Regions from separate parts of the Mus musculus genome. Here region 2 is linked to region 1. A link is a contact called in public HiChIP or PLAC-seq data. All regions are on one chromosome and are shown on one strand. The core of a region is the stretch at or near the end of the contact, and the rest is flanking DNA. Distances in the headings are between cores, read along the strand shown. Region 1 overlaps Rap1a (RAS-related protein 1a). Region 2 holds the start of Tmigd3 (transmembrane and immunoglobulin domain containing 3).

Evidence for each region. HiChIP or PLAC-seq counts read pairs in DNA pulled down with a chosen protein or histone mark.
Region 2: a contact with region 1 is called in a BATF HiChIP or PLAC-seq map of CD8 T cells, with 6 read pairs. The contact joins the promoter of Tmigd3 here to the enhancer-like site in region 1. A contact is called at or near these places in 3 of 39 promoter capture datasets (the HPC-7 cell line, cranial neural crest and hippocampal neurons), 6 of 484 Hi-C or Micro-C datasets (bone marrow-derived macrophages, brain, group 2 innate lymphoid cells and 2 more), 3 of 115 datasets of contacts at active chromatin or transcription factors (CD8 T cells, heart atrium and microglia) and 3 of 9 other capture datasets (adipose tissue, liver and pancreatic islet).

What each region holds. Positions count from the first base shown.
Region 1 is chr3:105,762,094-105,767,887 of GRCm38.p6, forward strand. All of the region lies in intron 1 of Rap1a (RAS-related protein 1a), which reads right to left. Among named protein-coding and RNA genes, the nearest start is that of Rap1a, 36 kb to the right of the region's middle. Within about 2 kb of position 1,543, at least 80 of the 459 cell types and tissues checked have an H3K27ac peak or open chromatin away from gene starts, as enhancers often do. A contact at or near this core is called in CD8 T cells, the HPC-7 cell line, bone marrow-derived macrophages and 2 more, where this site is marked.
Region 2 is chr3:105,867,369-105,872,870 of GRCm38.p6, forward strand. It overlaps Tmigd3 (transmembrane and immunoglobulin domain containing 3), which reads left to right and starts at 3,490. Exons shown (of 7, transcript NM_027025.4): 1 at 3,490-3,643.

The DNA of each region.
Region 1 (5,794 bases), core at 293-2,792:
TTCCTGTCAACACTTTATTACATATGGTTTATTTAACAATCTGAAACTATAATGTTGCCTTATACTCCAAAATAAAGGGTGAAAACAAAACCAAGTCTAGCTCTAATGTAAATGAAAGTTAAATAATAGAGATGCTTGATTTTGTGCTATATGTTAAGAAACATACAAAAGGACACAGGGCTTTCTAGGATGTGTATTAAAGATCTACATTACATCAGACATTCTATTTTCTCAAAATAGAATCAAAAGATTGTATAAAATTAGAAAGCTCATTCTGATGAGATAAAAATTAGGAGATAAAAATTGCTAATTAAGGATATTTATAAATATATTTCATTGAAGGTTTACTGCTCCAACCATTCTTTTTTAAATGGTCATCAACAACCTACCAAAAACTGACACCTAAATCACTGGAACCAACTGTCATCTGATTGCAGCAAACTCAGTCTTTTCCCTGTGGTGATTTTAATTAGAATGGCCAGTGTAGGCTCATATATTTGAATACAGGGTACCCAGTTGGTAAATCCAGTTTGAGAAGGATTAGGTGTAGCCCTGTTTGAGGCAAGTATGTTACAGGGTCAAAATTTGAGGCTTCCAAAACCTCTCATTATTCCTAGTGCACTCATTCTTTCTGTTTGAGATGTGAGCTCTCACTGCTGCACTAGCTAACGTGCCTGCTGCTTGCTACCACAGGGCTCTGTCATGGTGGACCCCAACCCTCCGAAACTGTAAGCCCAACCAATTAAACACTTTCTTTTATAAGTTGCTTTCGTCACAGTGTTTTATCACAGAAAACAAACAAACAAACAAACAAACAAAACCCCAAAAAGTAAGTAATATACCCCCTCCACTCTATTCTTTACAAAGTAGCTGGGATGATTTTCATAACATGACAAATCAGTCACTTTAGTAACTACTTCCTTATAACCCTCCAAGTGAGTAATATGATTTATTAGTGACCACCATTACCTTTAAATATAAAGATAGAAATGCTTAAGGCCTAAGAGGGAACATTATAATTTGAACTCTAAATCCCTCCCTAGATTTATCTTACAATGTGCCCCCTCTGTTCTCAACAGTCCAGCATAATTGGCTTTCATTCATTTTCTTCAGTGTACCATATTCTCCTCTGCCAGAGATTTCCTCTGCAGGTAAAATGCTTTAGTGAGGAGATGGGGCCTGGTTTGAATTCCCAGTAACACAAACAAACAAACAAACACTTCAGAGAATAATGACGCAGCAAAATGGGGAAAGGAGCTCATGGACGATGTGGTTTATGTTTTCAAAAGCAGTATTTGAGTGTGTGGGGGCCAGAGGAAATTAAAGAACAGAGGTGTGCAAAAGAGCAAGGTGGCAAAGCCTCCAGAAGACTGGCAACTTCCATAAGAAAAAGAGGGCCCTAAGACTGGCAAGCAATAGGGATTAATTACTAGAAGATCCTAAACGGAGCTAAATCCAGCCTTTCAGGCCATGGCAAAGACTTTGGCTGTTAGCTGGCATGAGACAGGAAGCCACTGGATGACTGAGCAGAGAGGCTGTCAAGCTTCCTCTAGCTATGAAATAGATAAAGGGCAAAGGCAGGAAGAAGAATGAAGACAACCGCAAGCACCCAAGACAGCATGGACCAAAGCAGCTGCAGTGGAGGTGGCAAGAATTAGTTTCCAAGTTGAAGATGAAGCCAAGCAGAGGATCTGGGAAGAGGGGGAGACTGCTAAAAAATAAACAAACAAGAAAAACATTAAACCACAAACTCAGAAAATGCAGAGGACACCAAGTAGAGTGAACATAAAAACATCTACTTGGGCAGATACTCAGACAGCAAGAAAATAAAACAAAGAGTAAAATGGCCAAAAGAGCCAGAGGGAGGAGGAGCTAAGATAAGAATTACATCAGAATTTTCTTCCAACCACAAAAAAGGATATAAAGCAAAATGTTTAAATCATTCAGACAAAATCTGCCGCAATATAATTGTGTATCTAGGTCAATTATCCTTCAAAATGAGGGAGAAAAGACTTCTACAAACAACAACTGAACAGATTTGTCATCAACAGGCCTACCTTGCAAGAACTGTGAGATTCTTTAGAAATGACAATGGTTTAAACCATAAACTTCACTTTTCCTTTTGCTGATCTAACAAATAACATTTGCTGGAAATGAATACACAACATACCAAAATGTATAAACAAGGAGAACAGAAACAAATCTCTCACATTTGCTTATAATAATAGTACTGTACTGACAGATGATAGCACCTGTCAGTAACTGACAGATCTAATAGGCAAAGCCAGTAAGGACAGGGTTGACCCACACTCAGAGAATATTCCACCAACAACAATAGAATATATATTGTTTTTCAGGGGATATAAAAATTTACCAACAGAGTAAATACTCTATACTATAAATACAAGTCTCAATAAATGTAAGGGAATTTAATCCATACAAAATGCCTTTTGTTTTCCACGAAATTGCTATGCTCTGCTGTGGTGAGCCTGCTCCTCTTCCCCATCACTTTTCATCCCTTTTCAATCCATTTCATGGTTTCCTGGCCTCATCTTTGAAACTGATTCCAGTGTGGAATAGTTAACATCCTCATTTCTAATAGATAGTGCTCTATGTAAGAAAGAAAAACTGTCAGAATCCAGTCTCAGTTCCTTTTACAGCTTGACTATATCAATGCTAAAAGTTTAACTTCTGAAGCTTGACTTAATAGTCCATAAACTGTATTAGAATAGATTGGGGAAGGAATGTATATTTAAATGTTTAGGCAGTATTTCTAAAATGATCAATACTTAAACTTGTTATCTTTTCCATAATATAAAAATGCCCCCATTGAATTGTGTCACTAAGACATGATAGTCACATGAGTAGTTTTCGTCTCTCCACATAAGCAGCACTAATAAAATTGTTCTTTAAGGCAGTGAAGCAATAGTTAATGGCTTACATCCTGTATCAATATTTTTAAATAAGTGAACTTTAAAAAAGTCAGTTTTCTGAATATATAACAAGTCTTTATGTTTGTTCTTTTATATAACTTTATTTACTTATTTTCTCAGTTCTAGACATTATGATCTTTAGTCTTTTAAGAAACTGTGTACTTAATATGTATAATATTAAGCTGCGTACTTAATATATATAATAAAAAAATTAACTGCATGGAGCAAAATATATCCTAACTGATAGAATCAAATTTAGAATCAGTAGCAAAGATATGAGAATCTCCAAATATTTGGAAACAATATATTTCTACTATTCCAAGTTTTAAAAAAGAAATTAAAGGAGAAGTTAGTATTTTGCTGTTATATGAGTATACGAGGCAGGGTCTTTTTATGTATCTCTGGCTGGAATGAAACTCACTATGTAGACTAGAAGCCATCTTTCAGCCTCAGTGCCTCCCAAGTGCTGAGACTAGAGGCAGGCACCCCCACATCTATTAAGAACCTCATGTTCTTAACAGTGTAGAAATGAATATATAGAGGAATTGTAGAAAATAGGGACCTCAGAAATAAATCTTCACAAACACAGCCAAATTATGTTTTACAGGAGACAGTCAGGAAAGGACAATTTTTCAATAAACAGTGCCAGGAAACCAGATGTACATGTAAAAAACGAATGATCCCATTTTGTATATTAAAACTGACCAAATGGGGCTCACACTCTAAACGATATAGCTTAAGTAAAGTTCCATGGAAGAAAACACAGATAGAAACTGCATGACACGGGTTAGCAATAACTTTGGAGGCATGACACTTGAAACACAACCACTAAAAGGGAAAAAAAAACTGGACATCAAAATTCAAAACTTTTATGTTTCAAGCACACACACACACACCAACAGGACCTCTAAGATTGCCACCAAGAGAGTTCAGTCTTTAGACCCCCCCTTCCATTTTTGTTTCCTGTTTCATATCACTTGTATCCTGCTATTCTGCCAGGCACTCCTGCCATGGTCTCTCTCTACTTTCCTGGTTTCTGTGGTTATTCCATGTTCTATATTTGGATTTGGAGCTAAGAACTATAGATGAGAAAGAACATGTAGTGTTTTGTTTTGTTTTTTCTTTCCAGGTCTGGGTTACTTCACTCAATGTAATTTTTCCTAGGTCTATCCACTTACCTACAAATTTCATGATTCCATTTTTCCTTACAGCTAAATAGTATTCTACTGTGTAGATGTACCACATGTTTTTATTATAAATTCATCTACTGAGGGACATTTATGTTGTTTCCATTTCCTAGTTATTCTGAATAGGGCAACAATGAACACTGCTGAGCAAGTAGCTCTGGAGTAGGGTGTCCAGTTCTTTGGGTATCTGCCAGAGAGTGGTATAGCTGGGTCACATGGTAGATTATTTTTAGCTTCTTAAGGATTCCCCACGCTGACTTCCAGAGTGGCCGTATCAATCTGCACACCCACCAACAGGGAGTGAGGCTTTCCCTTTCCCCACAGCCTCCCCAGCACTTGCTGTCAGTTGTTCTGCTGATCTAGCTAGTCATTCTGAGTGGGATAAGATGACATCTCAAATCTGTTGATTTGCATTTCCCTAACTGCTAAGGATAATGAAGTTATGTCTTTTTTTCTTTAAAGATTAATTAATTTATTATTATATCTAAGTATACTGTAGCTGTCTCCAGACACATCAGAAGAGGGTGTCAGATCTCATTACAGATGGCTGTGAGCCACCATGTGGTTGCTGGGATTTGAACTCAGGACCTTCAGTCAGTGCTCTTAACCACTGAGCCATCTCTCCAGCCCCCATGAAGTTATTTCTTTTTGTGGTATTTCTTAACTATATTTCTTCTATTGAAAAATCCTATTTAGATTCCTAGTCACTTTTTAATTGGGTTATTTATTTCTTGAGATTCTTTGTTTTTTGTATTCTTTGAGGTTTTTGCATATTGTGAATGAGACACTGCATACTTTGGACACAGGACTTGGATTAGATAACCTGAAAGCCTCCTTCTTACAGTCTAGCTTCCAGACCTGAAAATACAAGCTATGCAAGCTGCCTAGGAAGGAAAGCAAGTAGTCCTGCTCAGCTGTGGTACCTATGAGCCACCAAAGAAGCCGAGACAGCACTCCACTAGAGGGGCAATAGATGGCACACACACCTTGGTGGTAACCAACTGCTAAGTGGACTTAAGGTCAATTCAACAGGAGGAAAATCATGTCTTGCACTAGTAACCTAGCCAATTTCCTACAGCTTGTTAAGTCATTTGTTCTTCCAAAGAACTCAGGTTCAGTTCCTAGCACCCACATGGCAGCTCACAACTGTAACACAAGTTCCAGGGGATCTGTCATCCTTACACAGGCATAGATGCAGGTAAAACACCTACCTTCTAAGACTGTAAGCAAGCCCCCAGGTAAACACTTCCTTTTCTAAGAGTTGCCTTGGTCAAGGTGTCTGTTCACAACAGTAGAATAGTAACTAAGATAGCCTCCTAATTGGTTATCCAAATACAACAAGGTCAGCCCTGAAACCATATACATACAAACACCAAAAACAGGCTCAGCAGATTGTATGTATACATTTGTATTTGCATACACTTGTGTATATATGTGTGTGTGTGTACAAGATTATATATATACATGTATAACAATGACAATAAAAAGACAAGGAGGCTATTAATTTGAGAGTAGGGGAATGGAAAGAGGAGACGACTTGAGATATGCTGGAGAAACAGGAAGAGAGAAAGTAATGTAACTATATATTAATTTAAGAAATGTGTAAAAATATATATGCAGCTCACTACAGGAATTATATGACATAATGCACGGTAGTTTTGAAAATTCCTTCTG
Region 2 (5,502 bases), core at 2,240-4,739, 110 kb after region 1:
ACCTGAAAGTTTCTTTCCCTTTCACGGACTATTTTGACTATCAGGGTTACCATTTATATGGGGTTGTGTTTCTAGCTTTTGAAAATTAAGTGAATATTAATTTTATTGGTAACAAACTACTAAAAGACACATTTAATAGGAAGCTAGCCAAATGACTCCCTATGTTACCAAATCATGGCTTTTTTTTTTTTTTTTTTTTTTGCCAAGTCCCTACTTTGTACCAGATTAATCTCCACCCCCTTTCAGGTAATTCAGGTTCTCCATATCTAACTTCTGCAGTGTTCTTCTTCCCTGATATACCCCTTTCTTTTCTCTTCCTGACCTTTGCTCTCTAACTTCTCCACTAATGCCTGACCACTTCTGTCAGGATAGTATCCCGGCTACCTCTCCACACCTCCCTGGGCCTTTGCCCCTGTTCTCACTGCTGGGACTACTTCCCATCGTTTTCCAGGCCTCACAGTCTCCTTGGCTCTTCCAGTAGGAGTTAGGTTACGTGTCATTTTCTCCCAGCAGCCTTAGTTTCTGAAAAGATCGTGTCTTCTCATTTCTGTAGCCCCCACCCTGTGCTGTGTGGATAATAAATATTATGTGGTAATCTTCAGTAGCTCTTCAAAGGCAGGAGCTGGGTTTTCATGTCCCTCCCCCTGCCCCTGCGCCTCCCCCCCCCACCCCGTGTATAAACACAATTGATGTTACACAAATAAATTCTGTTAAACTCAACAGAACTAAAAGATGTTGGAGTCACCCAGGCAGAGGCCTGCCACTGGGTGTAGATATCACTGCTATGGGCAAAAGGAAGAACAGTGGGAGAGGCCCCATGGTGCTCTGGGGGGCCAGGCACATTGGGACTCAGAATGTATGAACACTTGCTACAGAACAGCACTGTCAGCTGACTTCTACAGAGCTGGCTTGGAAAGTTCCCTTCTTGTCAGGTCACCACACAGAACTTGTATTCAGAAAAACCTATGTAAAGTTCAAGGCCCTCGAAAGGCCACTGGGCAACAGTCCAATTCTTCTGTAGCTCAGTAGCCTTTTCCTGGAGGAATGCCAGGGGCCCTGACGACCTTTTCATTCTCCAGGGCATTTAGATTGGAGACATGGTTTTGGACAATTCTAATTTCTTGAGACTGTAGATACTGTGGTTGTCACACAGATGAAATGGCCTTAAAACCGATGCAGACCCAATGGGCTTGGTTCCCGGGGCATCCAAGGAGAAAAACATACATGTAGGACATATTGTGTGGTGGCAAGTGTCTAGCCCAAAGATGAGGGGAGTAGGTTGGCTCAGCAGCCAGGATGAAAGAGAGACATGCTTATGAGGAAATTTCCTCAGACCCTACTGGGATCTATCAGTCACAGACTAACAAGGGGTGTATGGAAAGAAGGTGGTAATACCAAAGCTTCCAAAGGCACACAGGCCATTCGTGATGACTTTGCCAGGCCACCACCCCCTCCCACATATGGTGAATGAGAGCAAGAATGATTATGTTTTTCAGCGAAGTTGTATCATCTGTACACATGGTAGGCCTGTGGGGGGTTGGGGTGGGGGTTGGTTTTCAGCTGAGGACTGACCTCAAGTCTATGTATTCTAGACAAGAGTTCTTGGATATATTTAAAGGCAAAAAGTGCATGCATATATATATATATACATATATATATATACATGTGTGTGTATACATAGATATACATATACATATACATATACATACACATACACATACACATACACATACACATACACATACACATATACATCATATACATATACATATACATATACATATACATATACATATACATATACATATACATATATATATGAAAAGGACAGGAGAGTTATGAATCTCATGATGACCTTCAATGTTCTCTTTAGCCAAGGATTGTGGGTCCGTGATTCACCCACTGTTGGAGTTGAGGTGTTGGGCACAGCTGCTGAGGAGGCAACATGTGGGGAGTGTTTAACTGTCTCCCTGTGTCACCACTATCCAGTGCTGAGCTTTAGGGAAGCATCCAAACACTGCTCAGGGGGTGGGAAGACATAGTCTAAGATGGAGGGGGCCAAAGTTGGGGTTCCCTGACTCTTGGGCACCCAGTCAGCACTGGGGTGTTGCACAGAAGAGTCAGAAACGAAGGATGGGAGTCCATGGCCCCAAGATGAGGGCATGGAGGCCCGTGTGCTGAGGATGAATTCGATGATGAACCTAGGCAGGGGAAATGGGCGACTCAGGTTTAGCTCATCAGTGAAGGTAGCAATGGTTGTCTGGAAGCACAGAGAGGCCTTCTACGGGAGACTTAGGCTGCAGCTCTGTAGGTGAAGGCCTTCTCCATGCTCCTGCTCCTATGGTTTCAATGGAAGAGACAGTCCATGTTTATCCATACTATGTATTGACTGTTCATCATGGGAGATGGATGTGTATCAACTTCTCAAGGTGGGCCAGAGATTAAGTTTCTTTTGCAGGAGGAATGTCCAGGAAGGAGAGCTTATTGGCTAAACCCTCGGGGCCTCAAGGTATCTCATTAGCACGGTGAACTCTGTTTTGGGCTACTTGACCAGCATGGGGAGTGTGGGCACGTGTTCCAGGGTAGGAATCTGGCAGGGAGCAGGGAGGTGCCTACCATCTCTGGTGTGTACCCAAGTGCTAGACTCTCAGACCTGCTCTGTCTTACCAAGCTTCCTAGCATGGTCCACTGTCCCACGAAGGATGACCTTGAACTTTTGTTCTTCCTTCTTCTACCTCCTAAGCATTGCAATCATAGGCTGTATTACTACATGTAGTGCATGCGGTACTAAGATCAAATCCAGTGCTCCATGCATGCTAGGCACTCTACCAATGGAGCTGCATCCCCAGCCCAAGAAGTGAATTTTTAATTAGCAGTATCAACCAGGCATGCTTAATTTTTGGCTCCAGTCATTCTTTTTTTTTTTAATTGTGGAAATGTCACATGAACTAACAAAGAAGTTGTCTGAAGGTTTCTTTTTAAATTAAAGAATTTAAGAACACTTTAATATTCAGGCATTTAAAGAAAATGATAAGACTTTAATAGTAGTAAGGGTATGTGGTTAGAGGAATTACCTTGAATAAGTCATAAAGATCACTCCTATTTTCACCCTGGTTGTCATGGACCCCACGTGGCTCGTATCCCTTATTATGCCAGTTTTTAAAAAAATTATTATTATTAAGATTTGTGAATTCCAAATCAGACATGTCTTCCTTAGTTGTGGTGAAATAAAACTGATTTTCTTGAAATTGCTCTTTTAGACACTGTAAGTTTAAATTGCCTTCTTTCTAAAATTTTCCAAGTCATCACAAAAGGCCTAGAGTTCTCTGACAGTTTGCTGTAAGAGGCTTCACGGTGCTACATGGACTTTTTGGCAAACATGGCTTTGATTTCTCCCAGAGAGAAGTTTCCCCTTTAAAAGCCTGCTCTGTGATCATAATTGATCACAGACAAGCACCTGTGTCATAATTGCTGCTGACATAGCAGCCCGCATCACCGGAGGATGCCTGGGTGTCAGCTTGCCTTCAGGTGCTCAGCTAGACTTCATCAAGCACATGTGGAGAGCTCTGTATTAGGTTAATGTGCTAACATTAACACTGGTGAGCAAAGTATGATCCTCGTGCTCAAAACGCTGAGAATCCAGGTAAGCAGAGCAGATAAGCAAAGATGCTTACGGCCCTTCAATCAGTCTTGGACTGGAAGTGAATGATCAGAGTTAGGAGACGATATTATCCCGACATTGGATAATAAGACTTTTAAAGTGAGTAGGTGACTCCTGATCCTAGACCTAGAGGGATTAGTTTAACTTTACCAAGAATGAGTGGAACTGGTGTCTGTCATGTTATATGTCTGTAATCCCAGCACTTGATGGCCAAGGCAGAATCATGAGTTCAAATCCCCCCATCTTGGGCTTGTCAGAGAGATTGGGTTCGGGGGTAGGGGAGAGAAAGGGGAGAATTATGGTAAAATAGGACCTAACTAGATGGCTCAGCAGGTATAGGTACTTGCTGCCAAGCCTGAGGACTTGAGTTCAATCCCAGGGACACCACAGAGGAATCCTGTAAGGAGCCTACTCCTTATACAACCACGATCACCTGCTCAGGAGTGGCACCACCCACAGTGGTCTGGGCCCTCCCACATCAATCATTCATCGAGAAAATGCCCCCATAGACATGCCCACAAGCCAATGTGATGGAGGCAGTTCCTCAGTTGTAATTCTTTCTTCCCAGATACGTTGAGGTTTGTGTCAAACTCACCAAAACTAACCACAGGTTAGAATTGAAACATGACCTCACCCTAAGAATTCAGACCCCAGTGACAAAAAGGAATGACAGGCTGAAGGGTGTGTGGGATGACGTGGCTTCAAAGACCAAGAGATTAACCAGCCTCTGTCGACTGTGCAGGATAAAAAACGTTCTTCTTTCCTGAGTTCAGGACTTAGTTGCATTCACGGAATAGCAAATGTTAATAAAGCTAACACCTAGTAAAAAGGGAGGACAAGAGTATGGCTTATCTGGGGCTGGGGGCTGGGGTAGAGTGGGGGACTACCTTCTTAGATGCTGCTTTGGTATCCTCACCTCAGTGTGCCTGGCTAAGATCACTGTAGTCTTAGGAATCTGGAATGCTGTTCCTTTGCTGATAAGTCATTCTCCTAAAAAAATAAATAAATAAGCAGATATACAAGACAAAAAAAAAAAAAAAGTCTAGCCCTTTTGCTGGTGTAAGCAAAGAAGACAGATGCTCGAAGCACGGAGTCTAAAGAACTCGGGAGCTGACAAGCTGTGTCTCCTTGGCATAGAGGATCCCATTGCCATAAATGGAAGTGGCGTTTCAAGTGTTGTTTTTGCCAGGTCTCCCGGACTTAAATGGAACTAAATGCTCTTGCAAAGATGGAGAAGAGAATGAAGGAGAGGAGGGGGCGTGTCTGGGCATGGAAACTGGCTGCCAGCCCTTGCTCCAGAGGTCCAAGTTCAAATATGCTTGCAGGCAAGCCTCAGTTAAGTTTTTTTGTCCTCATACAATGAAGCTGTTGTATGGCCAGAGGCTGGAGCAGGCCACTGGCTTTCCAGAGTCCAACAGCCAGCACCTTTTGGACTTCCCCTTGGTTCTCCTTCTGTTCTAGAGGACACGAATACTTCTCATCCACCCTGGTATAAGCTCTAGGAAGCAGGAGATGCACTGCTCATGAATGAGAGTCTCAGCCCTGTTAGCACGCAGCTTCAGGAAGTGACAGAGCAATCAGATCAGATAATAAAGATATTCAGTAGATCAAGAAGCCATTAAGCATTTTGTCCTGCTTTTAAGCATTTGCCCTGCCCCCAACAACCATTTTAGATGATGGAATTCCTGGACTGCTTGGTTCCTTTTGCTATGTCAGTTTAAATTTGTAAGCTCCCCCTACAGGAATGACTTGACTAGATGCCCATCTGATTTTTGAAGTCCAGAGGGATTTCTGTGCCTACTGCTCGCAGACTTAATCAGATGATTCTTGAAATGGCCCTG